3 separate regions of the Zea mays genome follow, and all the other regions are linked to region 2. Evidence: chromatin contacts called from public Hi-C data. All regions are on one chromosome and are shown on one strand. The core of a region is the stretch at or near the end of the contact, and the rest is flanking DNA. Distances in the headings are between cores, read along the strand shown. Region 1 holds the start of LOC100191181. Region 2 holds the start of LOC109946117 (anthocyanidin 5,3-O-glucosyltransferase). Region 3 holds the start of LOC103654948 (light-harvesting complex-like protein 3 isotype 2, chloroplastic).

Region 1 (4,448 bases), core at 1,345-3,844, 470 kb after region 2:
GGCAGGGAAGCTAAATGATGCTAAGGAGTTGTTTAACCAGACAGAGACAGCTAGAGTTGTGCCTTGTGCGTACGCATATAATACAATACTCATGGCATTCGCAACCGGAGGGTACGCTGCAATGGAGAGGATAACACAATGGAACCTTGCTTTCACTGGTGTTGGACTTGTTGGCACTGGCATTGTCACTAGCCTCGATCTCATTGGTTCAGGGATTGCTGCTGGTGATGGCTTTGTTACCTCTGGTCCGGGTCCTGTTAGCAGTGGACAAGGCAATATCTCCGTCTTTCTTTGGGATCCTGGCGGTCATGCGAAAGACCGCTTGGAACAAGCTGTATTTCAAGGAGTGGGGAATGTTAGGTATACTAGATGGTTGTGGGTTCGATGTGGTAATGTGGTGCGATAATATAAGAATATATGGGCTAGAATGAGCCTTGTAAGCCTGAGCGTAATAGCAGGTAGCAGGTGAGATATAAGGCTGGTGTGAGAATTCTGGAGGGATAGGAAGAATTTGGCTATCAGATATCAAATCAGATCGTCTTCCTCGTTGTTATCTCCTTCTTCAACCCTTCTTCTACCTGAACATATCTCTTCTCTCCGATATTCCTTTCTAGGTGCTAACATGGAGAAGTCGATGAAGCGGATGATGAAGACCCCCCTATCAGCACAAGGTCCTGGAGCAGACCAGATTTGTGATTGATCTTGGTTCTGTTGATGTTTGTCGTCTTCATGGGTAAGCTGAAAGGTTCCTTCTCTGTTTTGTTGTGTTCAGTTTGGTGTCTAAAGAGGCATGTAGTTGTTTGTTATTTACAAGCCGAGTCACTTTTGTGTAGAGTTCTAGAGATATATGGTCACAACATTATGAAGGAACTTGAGAAAATGATTGTGAGGCAGCAGAGGTATTATATCTATTGTTGATTACCATGGCTACTGCTCCAATTATTCATACGTGATATTATAAGGTAGTTCATTATGCCACCACATGGCAATTTAAGCCATCTGGGAGAAAGCCCCTCTTCGTTCTTTGATGGCTCATAAAATTATAAGTAAAACATTTGGTCTCATCATTCAGCAGTTGCCAGTAATTGATGCTTTGTCGAGTACACAATTTTTTATTTTTTTCCTTTTATTACAAGTAGGGGTGGATAACGAGCCAGCTCGGCTCGGCTCGTCCGAGTTCGAGCTGGCTCGTTAAGCTAACGAGCCAGCTCGGCTCGGCTCGTTAAGGTAACGAGCCACAGAGTCAGCTCGGCTCGGCTCGTTAACGAGCTCGAGCTGGCTCGTTAAGCTCGTGAGCCAGAACAGAAAAAAATAAAATGTACATAATAATTATTTTTTAGTTAATTTCAAACTAATTTAACAATAAAAAATAGTAATTATACTCATAGTTTCACAAATCACGTCAATATAACACCAAATTAGCACAATTCATCACTCATTAATTCACAATTCACATACATGTTCATTAGTTTAACCCATAATTATATTTGCATAGACCAAATTAACACATTGACATAGTTCATTAATCATTAGTTTAATTCATAGGCCATAGACACCTCATATATATATAACATGTTTATCAATTATTATGTAAATGATATGCATATAGTTTCGTTTTGCTGGAATATATTAGCTCGTTTAGCTCGCGAGCTGGCTCGTTAACGAACCGAGCTGGCTCGTTAACGAACCGAGCTAGGATGTCAGCTCAGCTCGTGAAAAAATCCAAACGAGCCGATCCGAGCCGAGCCGAGCTGACCATTAACCGAGCGAGCCAGCGAGCCACGAGTATTTCGTCCAGCCCTAATTACAAGGATCAAGGCCTGAAATCTTGAGATTTTCTCCATTCCAACAAAAAGGTTATATTCCTTATGCATGCAAATAGGCAGCGGCGATCAAGGGGACAACGATTTAGAATACATGTTTCCTAAAATCTCCAAGTAGAAAGCCATTGCCTGCCTTGCAATTTTCACTGCTTGGATCTTAGTTTTGTCTTATGATTGTGGAAAGGATGCCTACACTGCGCCTGCCATGTTTAATGTCATCACCAACCACTCTGGTACGCTGCACATAGGATTGTTAGGAGCTACGTTCCCTATGTCGACGATATGTTTCCGTTGCAACGCACGGGCACCTACCTAGTTATATATATAAGAAGATAAAAAATTGAAGTGAAGCCAAGGGCCCCTTTGTCCGCATCGTGGCTCCGCCCTGCCTCCATTTCCTGTCAACCAAACAAGTCTTAACGATTAGTTTCAGAACTTAAATCCCATATAAAATTTGCATCGTGGCTCCGCCCTGCCTCCATTTCCTGTCAACCAAACAAGTCTTAACGGTTAGTTTCAGAACTTAAATCCCATTTAAAATTTGCAGTGATTGGTGGAAATTTAGTTACCAGAAATTCTGGAGTAGATTTAAATTTCTAAACTAGTCGTGATAATTTTTCCCGCATCTCTCCTCCACGCGCGCTGACAGGACAGAGGAGACGGACGGGCCGAACGGACAGCGATTCTCTATTGGGCTGGACTGCAGGCTCTGCCTAGCACATCATTTTGAGCCGGCCCATATTCTCCTCGGCCAGCGGAGTCGTCGTCTGTCTCCGTCATTTCTATCAGACGCAAGCAGCAGTGACGCCGCGCTACCCGACCAAAATCCGCCGCCGGTGCCCAGAACTCGACGGGAAAACCGGGGCTTTGGTCGCCGGACGCCGGCTGCCTCGAGATGCTCGTGTGGGCGGCCACCGCGTCACCACCCAGCACTCCATCCGCCGTGCCATTTGCTCCTCCCCACCGCGCCGCCGCTCCCCGCCCTCCACCGCCTCTCTGCCGCTCGCTCCCGGGGCTGCTGTGCGCGGGCCTGATCCCTCCGCCGCGCGCCGCCGCTTCTGACGGCGACGTCTTCTGGGAGGAGCCAGACGACGGCTCCGGGAGCGACTACGAGGACGACGGCCCGGAGCAAAGGAGGGCCTTGCGTTTCCCATCTTCCTCGCCGTCCTACAGGCTCGAGGCGTCGGCGCAGCAAGAACAGGACCTCCGGAGAGGTATTGTTCGATGTTCTCACACAAATGCACTCCTTACTACTTCTCGGTCCACTCTCTGAGAAGGCATCCGCTCTACTTCTTTGTGTTCTACACTACCACTAATTTTTTGTTTGCCTAGAGATCGAGCTTCTCCTAACGCCTGAAGAAAAGGCTACTTTGGACCAGCATGAGACCCCTGACGTCACTAGAATATCATCAGTTAAGCTCCTCCATCTGTCTTAAAATATTAAAAACCATCTTTCTTTTGTGTTTGATGATGCATTTCTCGATTTGCTGCTGAATTTTGAGATGTCTTAATCTGACAGGAATCAAATGAATGCATTGATCTAACTGTTTCTCTGAAATACTGGATGTTGAATCTAATTTCTGATGAATTGTTTGGTGTAGCCCAAGTGGCACCCACTTCATAGCTACGCGTTGGCACTGCAGATACCCCTCATGGACAAGCTTCTGAACAGCGGTGTTGACATCAACTTAGTTGATAGAGTAAGTTACGTGCTTATGATTTTCATTCTTCTTTTGTATCAGAGTAACCCCATCTGCGAAGGTATAGTTAACTACATAAGTGTTGCTGATACAGGATGGCTTCACCTCTCTTCACAAGGCTGTCATAGGGAAAAAAGAGGCTGTCATTAGCCATCTCCTAAGAAAAGGGGCAAATCCCCATGTTAGAGATAGGGTAAGAGGGTACCTGGAATAGTCCCTTCTTGTCAATTGTTGTCCAAGTCCTCAAAAAGAGTGAAGGGAAACTTTTTGAAGCAAAGTTAGCTCGTCACATTGGTTTTCGTTAGTCGGGGACAAGAATGCTTTCCCTCTATGTTGAATTAAGTCTGCCTGATGCGCAGGATGGAGCCACACCATTACATTATGCTGTTCAAGCTGGTGCCCTGCAAACCGTGAAGTTACTGATTAAGTACAAGGTTGATGTCAATGTTGCCGATAATGTAAGTCAAATGTGTACCGATTTTCATACCATCTCAAGCCTTTCCAAGGGCAGTGAATGTTCTCTTAAATAATGTTCCCTTCCATGCAGGATGGATGGACACCACTCCATTTAGCCATACAGAGTAGGAATAGAGATATAGCTAAGGTCTTGCTTGTCAATGGTGCGGATAAGACAAGAAGAACCAAGGTATTGTTTCATATATTTGCTGATAAGCAATATACACCAAAAGAAATATTTTACTGTGATCGCTGCCTTACGTTTTGTGTTGTTTCACAAAACAAGTTGCGTAGCTTCCAATACGATGATGTCAATAAGACAACTCTTTGATATTCCTGCTACAACCTGTCCTTCGAGCTATTTGGATGAATAATTTATGTTGCCGTTATGTCTGAAATACTGTTTGGTTTCTCTGTGAGTGCGTTACAGGATGGGAGGACTGCGCTGGATCTAAGTCTATGCTTTGGA
Region 2 (4,800 bases), core at 1,291-3,790:
AATAAAATAAAAAAGTAATTATGATCAATTTTTTTCACCGTGCGTGCATTCTTTTTATAAAATAAAAGGAAATGAAATCCTGAGCTGCTGGTTGCTCGGAAACGGCTGGGTTTTCACTCCGCACGTAACAGGCGGCGTTTCTGAGATTATTCATCCAAATCAAGTCCGCCCTTTTAGATTCAAATTGCTATGGGAGCAGGGAAACCGTGCCCACGGGAGACCAATGATGTTCAAACTAATGTCGCCCTGCAGATTCAAATTCTAGATTAAAAAATTCGAGCGTCGTCATATATAGAATGGAATTCAAATTCTAGATTCAAATTATTGTTCAGTTGGCTGACAGCCACTGCTGCGGCTGCAAGTGGCTGCGGCTGCAATCCTGCAATCCATAGAAACAAAATATTGTAGAAGCCGTAGCCGCAGTAAGCTACATAGAAAAATGCTTGTTCTCATCTGCACAGTCATCTGATCTGTTCTTGTCTGAGATACAAGATTAGATGAAACACATTTATATATATCGTAGGAGTTCCGTTCTCCAAACGAGAAGTACATTGTTTGCTCTATTCCCCATTCCTCGCTATCCAACAGCCGGCAGCATATCTGTACACCAAAATGTTTTTCATCAGCTCTGTTCTCTTTCAGCCACAATGGTCAATGGCATTTGCCCCAATTAGGCAGACACTGAACCACCTCTATCCTCCACTCTACGACAGTGAAAGGACAGGTCCGGTTAGTGCGGACCACGGGCCAAGCGGACGACGCTGAGAAATAAATGCCAGAGATGCTACAGTGCCTTCCTCTGCCCGACGAATTTCCGCGCGACGCCGAAGATGAGAGCCTTCGTCAGGAGCCCTTGGTCAAGAGTACAGGCCAGAGCAACTGCCCCTCCAAGCACAAGGAACCTCGCCACACGGTTCCTCGCAGGCTTCTCTTCCGCTTCCACGGTTTCGGACCCGTCGCTGTCGGACTCCAGCGACCGGACAAAGCTGTCGCCGACTTTGGTGTTGATCTGGGCCATCAGGGCACTCCGTGACACCGGCTCCCCTGCAGCCCTGGCTTGCTGATAGGCCCGGAGCCCAGGCTCGATTCTCTTCACGCATCCCCACATCCCTTGCCGGATACCGAGCTTTGCGATCTCGTACGGGATGCCCATGTCCTCGTGGTGGAACAAGAGCACCTCACAAGCTGTCGACCCTCCGTTCCCTCTCCTGGATTCCACTGTTCCAACATCAGTTCAAGAGAAAGTTCCTAGTTAGAGAAGTGCCACAGAAAGAAAAGGGGATTTTTTTGGCTATTTGGCTTTTGTTATTTCCCAACCTCAAGAAAAGTAAGCAAAGGAAAATGGTTACCTGCACGGATGCACCAGCTTGAATAATACAGATCAACTCTTCGAGGTTTGTTGCGCCGTGGAATGGACGAGCATGGTATACCCTGCGTCGCATTATACCAATACATTAATGGTTGGGCATCAGAGCGTGGTATGAGTAACCTAATAATCTCTATGGTTACATGCCGATTTAGTGATCTGATACAGTGCAAGTGGAACTAGCCTCAAACTACTGATTGCTAACAGGATCATCAACAATTTCTTTTACTTCGCATCGATGTACAAAACATCTAGGATTAGAGAAGCATCCTACAAACCACTGTATATGGAATGAATGCTCCAAAACAATCTCAAAATATTACTAACTAAGCTCCCAATGCAATTTGGACCTAAATGATTTTTCTCTCTCTTAGGCATACAGCCATTAGGACCTAAATGAAGGGCGGGCCTGGTGCAGTGGTAGAGCCTACCGTCTATAACCGTAAGGTCCCGGGTTCGAGCCCTAGCCTCTGCATATTATGCGGGCAAGGTTTGGCGCTTAAAGATACCTTTCCCCGGACCCCGCACAGTGCGGAAAGCCTACGGCACTAGGTACGCTAGGCATACAACCATATATATAGGCTCAAACAAGAATCCTGAAGGGAAACCGTCACCCATATTGACTGATAGAAGGAAAAAAGTGACTAGTTCTTCTCCTTTTTTTCAATGAAAATAGTGACTCATTCATATCATCTAACTGGAAGTTGATGCAGAGAAATAGCAAAAATATTTATATCGACTGAGTGAAGGCTGATGGATTAGGAAAAGGAGTAAAAATAAGGCAGCAGAGAAGTATGCATTACTATGTAAAGGCATAAGAATGGATATTCTAAAATGCAAGAGTGACCTAGTTGCAGAGAAAAACTTGGGTGAAATCTCTACTACTCTATAAGGACGCAAGGAGGGCGTCTACCACGGCTCCACCCGACACCGCAGCAATCCCTCCGCCCCGCTCTCCTCTCCCTGCACCGAGGCCGCAATCCCCGCCGCGCCCCCGCTCTCCTCGCCCCCAGATCTTGCCCGCGTCTGTCCCCGCCGCCCCGCTCTCCTCTCCCTGCACCGAGGCCGCAATCCCCGCCGCGCCCCCGCTCTCCTCGCCCCCAGATCTTGCCCGCGTCTGTCCCCAGATCTTATCCCTTCCAGCATCCCCAGCCTGACGAAGGAATTCAAGCTCCAGCAACGTCAGGATCCAACACCACCATGGTCACGGGAAAGAAGAGGACGTTCGTGCTCTACCCGTCGCTGGGCGTGGGCCACCTGATCCCGATGGTGGAGCTGGCCAAGCACCTCTTGCGCCACGGCCACGGCGCGCTCATCGCTGTGGTCAACCCGCCGGACACCGACGCCGTGTCGGTCGCCGCGGTGGAGCGCCTCGCGGCGGCCAACCCGGCCATCGCGTTCCGCCTCCTGCCGGTCCCGGCCAGCCCGGACGCCGGCGCGGACTGGGTGAAGCGCGACCTGGACACGCTCCGGCTCGCCAACCCCGTGCTCCGGGACTTCCTGCTCCGGTCCCAGCCCGCCACCGCGCTCATCCTCGACATGTTCTGCGTCGACGCGCTCGACGTCGCGGCGGAGCTCGGCGTCCCGGCCTACTTCTTCTTCGCCTCCGCGGCGGGGGACCTCGCCATGTTCCTCAACCTGCCGTACCTCTACCCCACCCTGCCGTCGTTCAGGGACATGAGCGAGGCGCTGGTGCGCTGCCCCGGCATGCCGCCGGTTCGGGCGATGGACATGCCGCTGACGGTGCAGGACAGGGACAGCGACCGGATCAAGGTCCGGATGTACCAGTTCCGCCGCATCCCGGAGGGGAGGGGCGTGCTGGTCAACAGCTTCGCCTGGCTGGAGCCCATGGCACTGAGAGCGCTCGGCGACGGCGTCTGCGTGCCCGGCCGCCCGACGCCGAGGGTCTTCTGCGTCGGGCCACTGGTCAACGACGGCAGCAGCACGGCGGGGAGCGGCGGGAGGCACGAGTGCCTGGCGTGGCTGGACACGCAGCCCAAGCGGAGCGTCGTGTTCCTCTGCTTCGGCAGCAAGGACGCTTGTTCGGTACTGATTGCATTGTTCTTATATCACCAGTTCTATTGAACGGATGGAAGCTTTTTTGTTCGGGTATTGTCACGATCTATAGACGGATGAAGTAAAATATTTCTAGAGTATGTGTGTTCGTGTAATTGTGTATTTAAGTCATGCCATTGTTCTTGGGAAGGCACATGTGAAAAAATTGACTTTCACAACGAACAAGCTTATATAAATCTAATTTCAAAATGGTTCGTACAACATTTATTCACGGGAACGGAGATAAGGAGCTGTAAGTATTCTCAGACTCATTATTCTAATTCCACTTCTAATTCCACGTGAATGGGAGTGGATTAGGGTGGACTTTGACTTCTATAGATTTAAATCGACTCAATACCATCCAGTATAGAACTAATTTACACCATAAATCATCTTAATCTATGTGGATTGAGGTGAATAAGAGCCTTAATCTATGTGGATCGAGTGAACGTATAGAATTAATTTACACCATAAATTATCTTAATCTATGTGGATTGAGACGAATAAGAGCCTTAATCTATACGATTCCGTTGCAACGTACGGGCACTCACCTAGTAGAAGAATAAGTAGAGATGGAATAACAGGAAAAAATACTTATTATGAAGATACGGACACATAAGCATATGAAAAGAAGAAATAGTGTACATGATTATCTAACAGTGTGAAAAAAGAGGAACCCTAAGAAAGCTGTTGCTGTTGCGAATGGCTTCTTTGCTGAGATAACAGAGAGCGGAGAAAACATCACCCAAAGAAATATAGTCAGAAGTCAGAACTGACATATTTATTAGTTCAACACCGATATATTGTTACTTCCTAGCTTCTCCTTGCAGTGACAGGCAGTTGCTATTCAATGGAGGTTACCTCCACAGTTTGCTTTTGAAGAAATAATGATGAAAAGGAAGAATTGAGGACTTCACTGTCAACAACTTCCCAACATTAACATCAAAACTTCAATGATGTTAAAAGACTGTCTAAGTAAGTGTAGTACAAAGGTGGACAGGTGGTCTCAGGTCAGTATCATTAGATACACGTAGCCATCATGAAATATCAGGATTGAGAAACAACAACTGAACTTCTAAGTCGTATATCTGTGCCTATTCCAAACTGAGTTAGTTGAGGGGCAACTACATAAAGTTTGCCAACATTACAGTTGACATGAAACATAAGCTACAATCACTGAACTTCTGAGCCATGCATCTGTGCCTATTCGGCTATTCTGAAGGCATAAGAATGGATATTCTAAAATGCAACAGAGTGACCTAGTTGCAGAGAAAAACTTGGGTGAAATAGAAGAACAAATAGAGATGGAGTAACAGGAAAACGACTTATTATGAAAATATGAACACATAAGCATAGGAAAAGGAGAAATAGTGTACATG
Region 3 (4,173 bases), core at 1,479-3,978, 270 kb after region 2:
ATGGCGCCGACCCCTGGTGGCGGCGGCGGGTGTCAGGGGGGTCGGCGCCATAGATCTTAGCGTCGACCCCTGGCGGCGGCTGCGCACGTGTCAGGGGGTCGACGCTATAGATCTTGGCGACGACCCCCTTTATACCGCACTGGACAGCTTTCTTCTCCATTCTTCCTCAAGCAAGCTGCCACCGCCCCGGTTCCGCCCTGCCGCGCCGGCACCATGCCCCGCCGCTCCGTGCCTCGAGCCCCGCCGCGCCGCCCCTGTTGCCCGCGCCCCGTCGTGTCGCCGGCGTGCCCCGCGCCGCCCCGACGCCGCCGGCTCACCTCCTCTCGCCACCGTCCGACGCCGCTCCGCCGTCCCCGGCTAGGGATGAAAACGGGACGGATACAGCCGGATACAGGGTCATCCCGTATCCTACCCTAATGTATTTCTCTCGGATACGGGACCGGATACGGGTAGTTAAGATTCGGGACGGATATAGGACGGGATCGGGTAATAATCCGGACGGGTAAGAAACGGATAACGGATACTACTCGGGTAGGTACCGGATAATTGTCGGGTAGTTTATCCGATGATATTAATTGTCCAATCATCCATAAGTTAAGCAATACATAATCATGTATATGATAGATCAGATGTAAGAAAGGAAACCGGTAAAATTGACATCATGCAGTTCAAAGTTGCTTATCACAAGGACATTGTAGAACCAACACCGCAATATTTAAAATTCATAAATATTCTAGTTTCACTAAAAAATTGCAAATAAGTTACAAAAACTAATAAACATTTTATATGATGATAACTCAAGTCCTCGTATGAAAATGATAAAGTGAAGTACTGATTATGTTGAAACTTAGATACTTACACTAATTTCACATGTAACTCCTACAAATAAGCGAAAGTGAAAGGAAAGAAACGTGGACATCTTATAGATCTTATGATCCAAACATTTTTTATGGTTACATATGGACATATGTTGTATCTCCATAAAATTTCACGATTTTTTGAGGCTATTTATGTATTATTGATTTCTTGTCATAGAAAATCATCAAAATACAATTAAATCATTAAAATATTGTTTAAACAAAAAATTGATGTATTACAAAGTCATAGATCTCTTCAAGCTCTACAATTTTCATATAAACTTTATCTTCATCCGATTTCATATGTAAAAGTTATGATTTTATAACTATATTATGCAGAAAAAGAAAAAACGGGTACCCGAATTCCGGGTACCCGTATCCGACCCGGGATTTTCGGGTACTGACCGGGTATTAGTGATTCCGTATCCTACCCGTATCCGAGATTCAATATCCGGGTAATACCCGTATCCGTCCCGATAAACAAAATACCCGTATCCGTATCCGAAATTACGTCCCGTTTTGGTACCCGTATCCGATACCCGTTCCGGGTACCCGTCCCATTTTCATCCCTATCCCCGGCTCACCTCCCCACGCCGCCGTCGTCCGACCCCGCCCCCGCCCCCCGTCTAGGTAACTTTTTGAGTATTTAGTTAGTATTTTTAGTTAATGTGTTAGCATTTTTGTTAGGCATGTTAGATTTGTTGCTATAATTAGTTGTCTGTTGAATGTGAGTATCATGAAAATGAATGTGATAAATGCGAATTTGATCGAATATGATGAATGTGAGTTGAATGTGCAGGTTTTAGTATCCTCCCCATGCAGGGGAGGTGCTGTCAAAATTTATACTTAGTTATTTAGTACTTAATTATAAGGTGGTTAGTATTTTAGTGGGTTGTGGTTATAGTTATAGTTATGTAGCTAGTTATTAGTGGGTTGTGGTTAGGCAATAACCATCCATGGTGGATATTGACTGTTTAATTCGTGTTTGAAATAGATGGACAATTTTATGAGCTTATATCATGGAGGCAATGTGTAAGAAGATCTCTATGGAAATGCCAAGTTCATTGACATGCGACACGTGCATGTACTATTTGTTGGTAGACCCTCCTTGAGTGATGTGTTTCAAAGACTAAACAAAAGCTAGGTTACCATGAAGATGATGACATTGCGGTTGACAGAGTACTTAACATTGACCATCCACCAAATGTCATAAGACGAGTCATCCCAATTGATTCTCAACTGGATTGGGATAATTATGTTACTTCGGCTATGAAGACCCAGTTGCAACTCATGGAGGTTGTGGTACGACCGGTTGTAGTAGACCGCCCCCTGAAGACTATGATCATGTTGTGGATGACGTGCCAACTGTGACTGATGCTCAATCCGGTCACAATTTGATCCCATTAAGTCAGCCAGAAGATAGCCTGCAGACAGATTCTGCTGCGTGTATCCCTTTGGCACAAACCAATTACAGTAAGGGCCCGTTTGTTTCGTTGGAATTGAATTCTATTTTAATAATTATAATTTAGACAAAACTAATTAAGTTTATATATTTATATATGTAATATATTTGTATAGTATCCTAAATCATATGAGAAAGATAGTTATATAGTACATTTATGTTATAGAGGCGCAAGTAGAAGAATGTGCTATAAGTTGTACATCGAAAAATTAGCATGTAAATCTATAGAATCAATTTTCATCTCTCACCCCATGAATTTGAGATAGGCTTATATGATAACTTTGGAAAATGGTGGAATGTCATATTCTAAAAAAATAGCTTATTCCATTAGTAAGATTCCAATTCCTCGAAATGAAAGGAAACAAACGGGATCTAAGTTTCATTGGCATTACATTTTTATTTTGGACTATGAGCACTTTGCTTCTCATTGCTTTCTTTTTGCTCGGTTAACGTGATTTTGAAGTCCAAAAATTCTGTTTCTCTCCGCATCCACAGCCACACAGATTTTTTTTGTGTCCGGCCACAAACCAATGGACGCACAGCTCCGTCCACCTGGCCCGGACACGTCAGCGCGGCCATGCCACGTCACCCAAAAAGAGGGCTCGACCATGGCCCAAAGGCCAAAGCCCAACTGGCACCTGCCGGCCTGGCCGCACACTCTCCTCTCCTGTCTATCCACTTTCCACTCCTTCACTGCCCTCCGTCCCCCCCTTTGCTCGCCATGGCCATGGCGACCTCCACCTTCTCCCCGCGTCCCGCCAGCCTCAGGCCCCTGCGGGCGGGCGGAAAGCCCGTCGGACTCCTCCCCTTCCCGCGCCGCCTCGCCTGCGCCACCGCCTCCGGGGAGGCGCCGCCCGTGGAGCAGCGGGACGAGGCGGAGCCGGCCCTTGCCGCGGCCTCCAACGGGGCCGCCGTCAAGTCCGAGGCCCCGCCGCCGCCGCCCGCGCCAGCGCCGGTCCCGGCCTTCCGGGACGCCAGGTGGGTCAACGGCACCTGGGACCTCGCCAAGTTCGACAAGGGCAGCGGCGTCGACTGGGACGCCGTCATCGACGCCGGTGAGGGGGCTCAGGACATGCTTTGTGTAAACTCGGTCAGACATTTGTTGTTTTGCTGCAACGAGTGGGACGGACCGCTGATGCCAGTCATCTTTATTTTTCTGATTCCAGAGGCCAGGAGAAGGAGATGGCTCGAAGACTATCCGGAGGCGACTAACACAGACGAGGCTGTCGTCTTCGCCACTTCCATTATTCCATGGTGGGCTTGGATGAAACGCTTCCACCTTCCCGAAGCCGAGAAGCTAAATGGTATGAAAAAACAGTTGAAATATGATGCGGGTGCATATGGCGTTTCTTTGCCCAGTGATCTTGCTTGCATTCAGAACCGGCGGCTCTTCTCCTCGTCTAATAATGCAGGTCGCGCCGCCATGGTCGGCTTCTTCATGGCCTATTTCGTGGACAGCTTGACGGGCGCGGGCCTCGTCGACCAGATGGGCAACTTCTTCTGCAAGACGCTGCTGTTCGCCGCCGTCGCCGGCGTGCTGCTGGTCAGGAAAAACGAGGACGTCGAGTCGCTGAAGAAGCTCGTCGACGAGACCACGTTCTATGACAGGCAGTGGCAGGCGACCTGGCAAGATGACTCCGCTGGGGGACCAAACAACTAGTTCAGCGTTGTGGTACAAAAAAAATGCAAAACGCTTTCTTGTTACGTAGCTTATCTATTTCCTCGGCCTTCTTGTTTTCCCTGTGTAGTGAGAATTTTTTTGTTTTTGTTTTTGACAAACGCAATGATCTACGTCATGTTGTAAAATTGTATGGAAAATAATTCTGCAGTTTCAGTTTTTTTTAAAAAAAAACC

Evidence for each region. A called contact is a pair of places that touch in the nucleus more often than the background predicts.
Region 1: a contact with region 2 is called in a Hi-C map of leaf, with 4 times the contacts expected there. The contact joins the promoter of LOC100191181 here to the promoter of LOC109946117 in region 2. A contact is called at or near these places in 3 of 25 Hi-C or Micro-C datasets (ear, leaf and tassel).
Region 3: a Hi-C map of leaf shows a contact between it and region 2, with 5 times the contacts expected there. The contact joins the promoter of LOC103654948 here to the promoter of LOC109946117 in region 2. A contact is called at or near these places in 10 of 25 Hi-C or Micro-C datasets (bundle sheath, ear, endosperm and 5 more).

What each region holds. Positions count from the first base shown.
Region 1 is chr4:247,667,572-247,672,019 of Zm-B73-REFERENCE-NAM-5.0, forward strand. It overlaps LOC100191181, which reads left to right and starts at 2,595. Exons shown (of 7, transcript NM_001136616.2): 1 at 2,595-3,037; 2 at 3,156-3,235; 3 at 3,425-3,523; 4 at 3,618-3,716; 5 at 3,883-3,981; 6 at 4,071-4,169; 7 at 4,410-4,448. The coding sequence starts at 2,719.
Region 2 is chr4:247,199,069-247,203,868 of Zm-B73-REFERENCE-NAM-5.0, forward strand. It overlaps LOC109946117 (anthocyanidin 5,3-O-glucosyltransferase), which reads left to right and starts at 2,541. Exons shown (of 1, transcript XM_035967572.1): 1 at 2,541-3,530. The coding sequence starts at 2,567. The coding sequence ends at 3,451. It overlaps LOC100274389, which reads right to left. Exons shown (of 6, transcript NM_001148749.2): 5 at 1,350-1,431; 6 at 605-1,218. The coding sequence ends at 785.
Region 3 is chr4:247,464,626-247,468,798 of Zm-B73-REFERENCE-NAM-5.0, forward strand. It overlaps LOC103654948 (light-harvesting complex-like protein 3 isotype 2, chloroplastic), which reads left to right and starts at 2,729. Exons shown (of 3, transcript XM_008681752.4): 1 at 2,729-3,374; 2 at 3,486-3,623; 3 at 3,732-4,173. The coding sequence starts at 2,897. The coding sequence ends at 3,979. It overlaps LOC100192494 (RNA polymerase II transcription factor B subunit 4), which reads right to left. Exons shown (of 11, transcript NM_001137714.3): 11 at 4,141-4,173.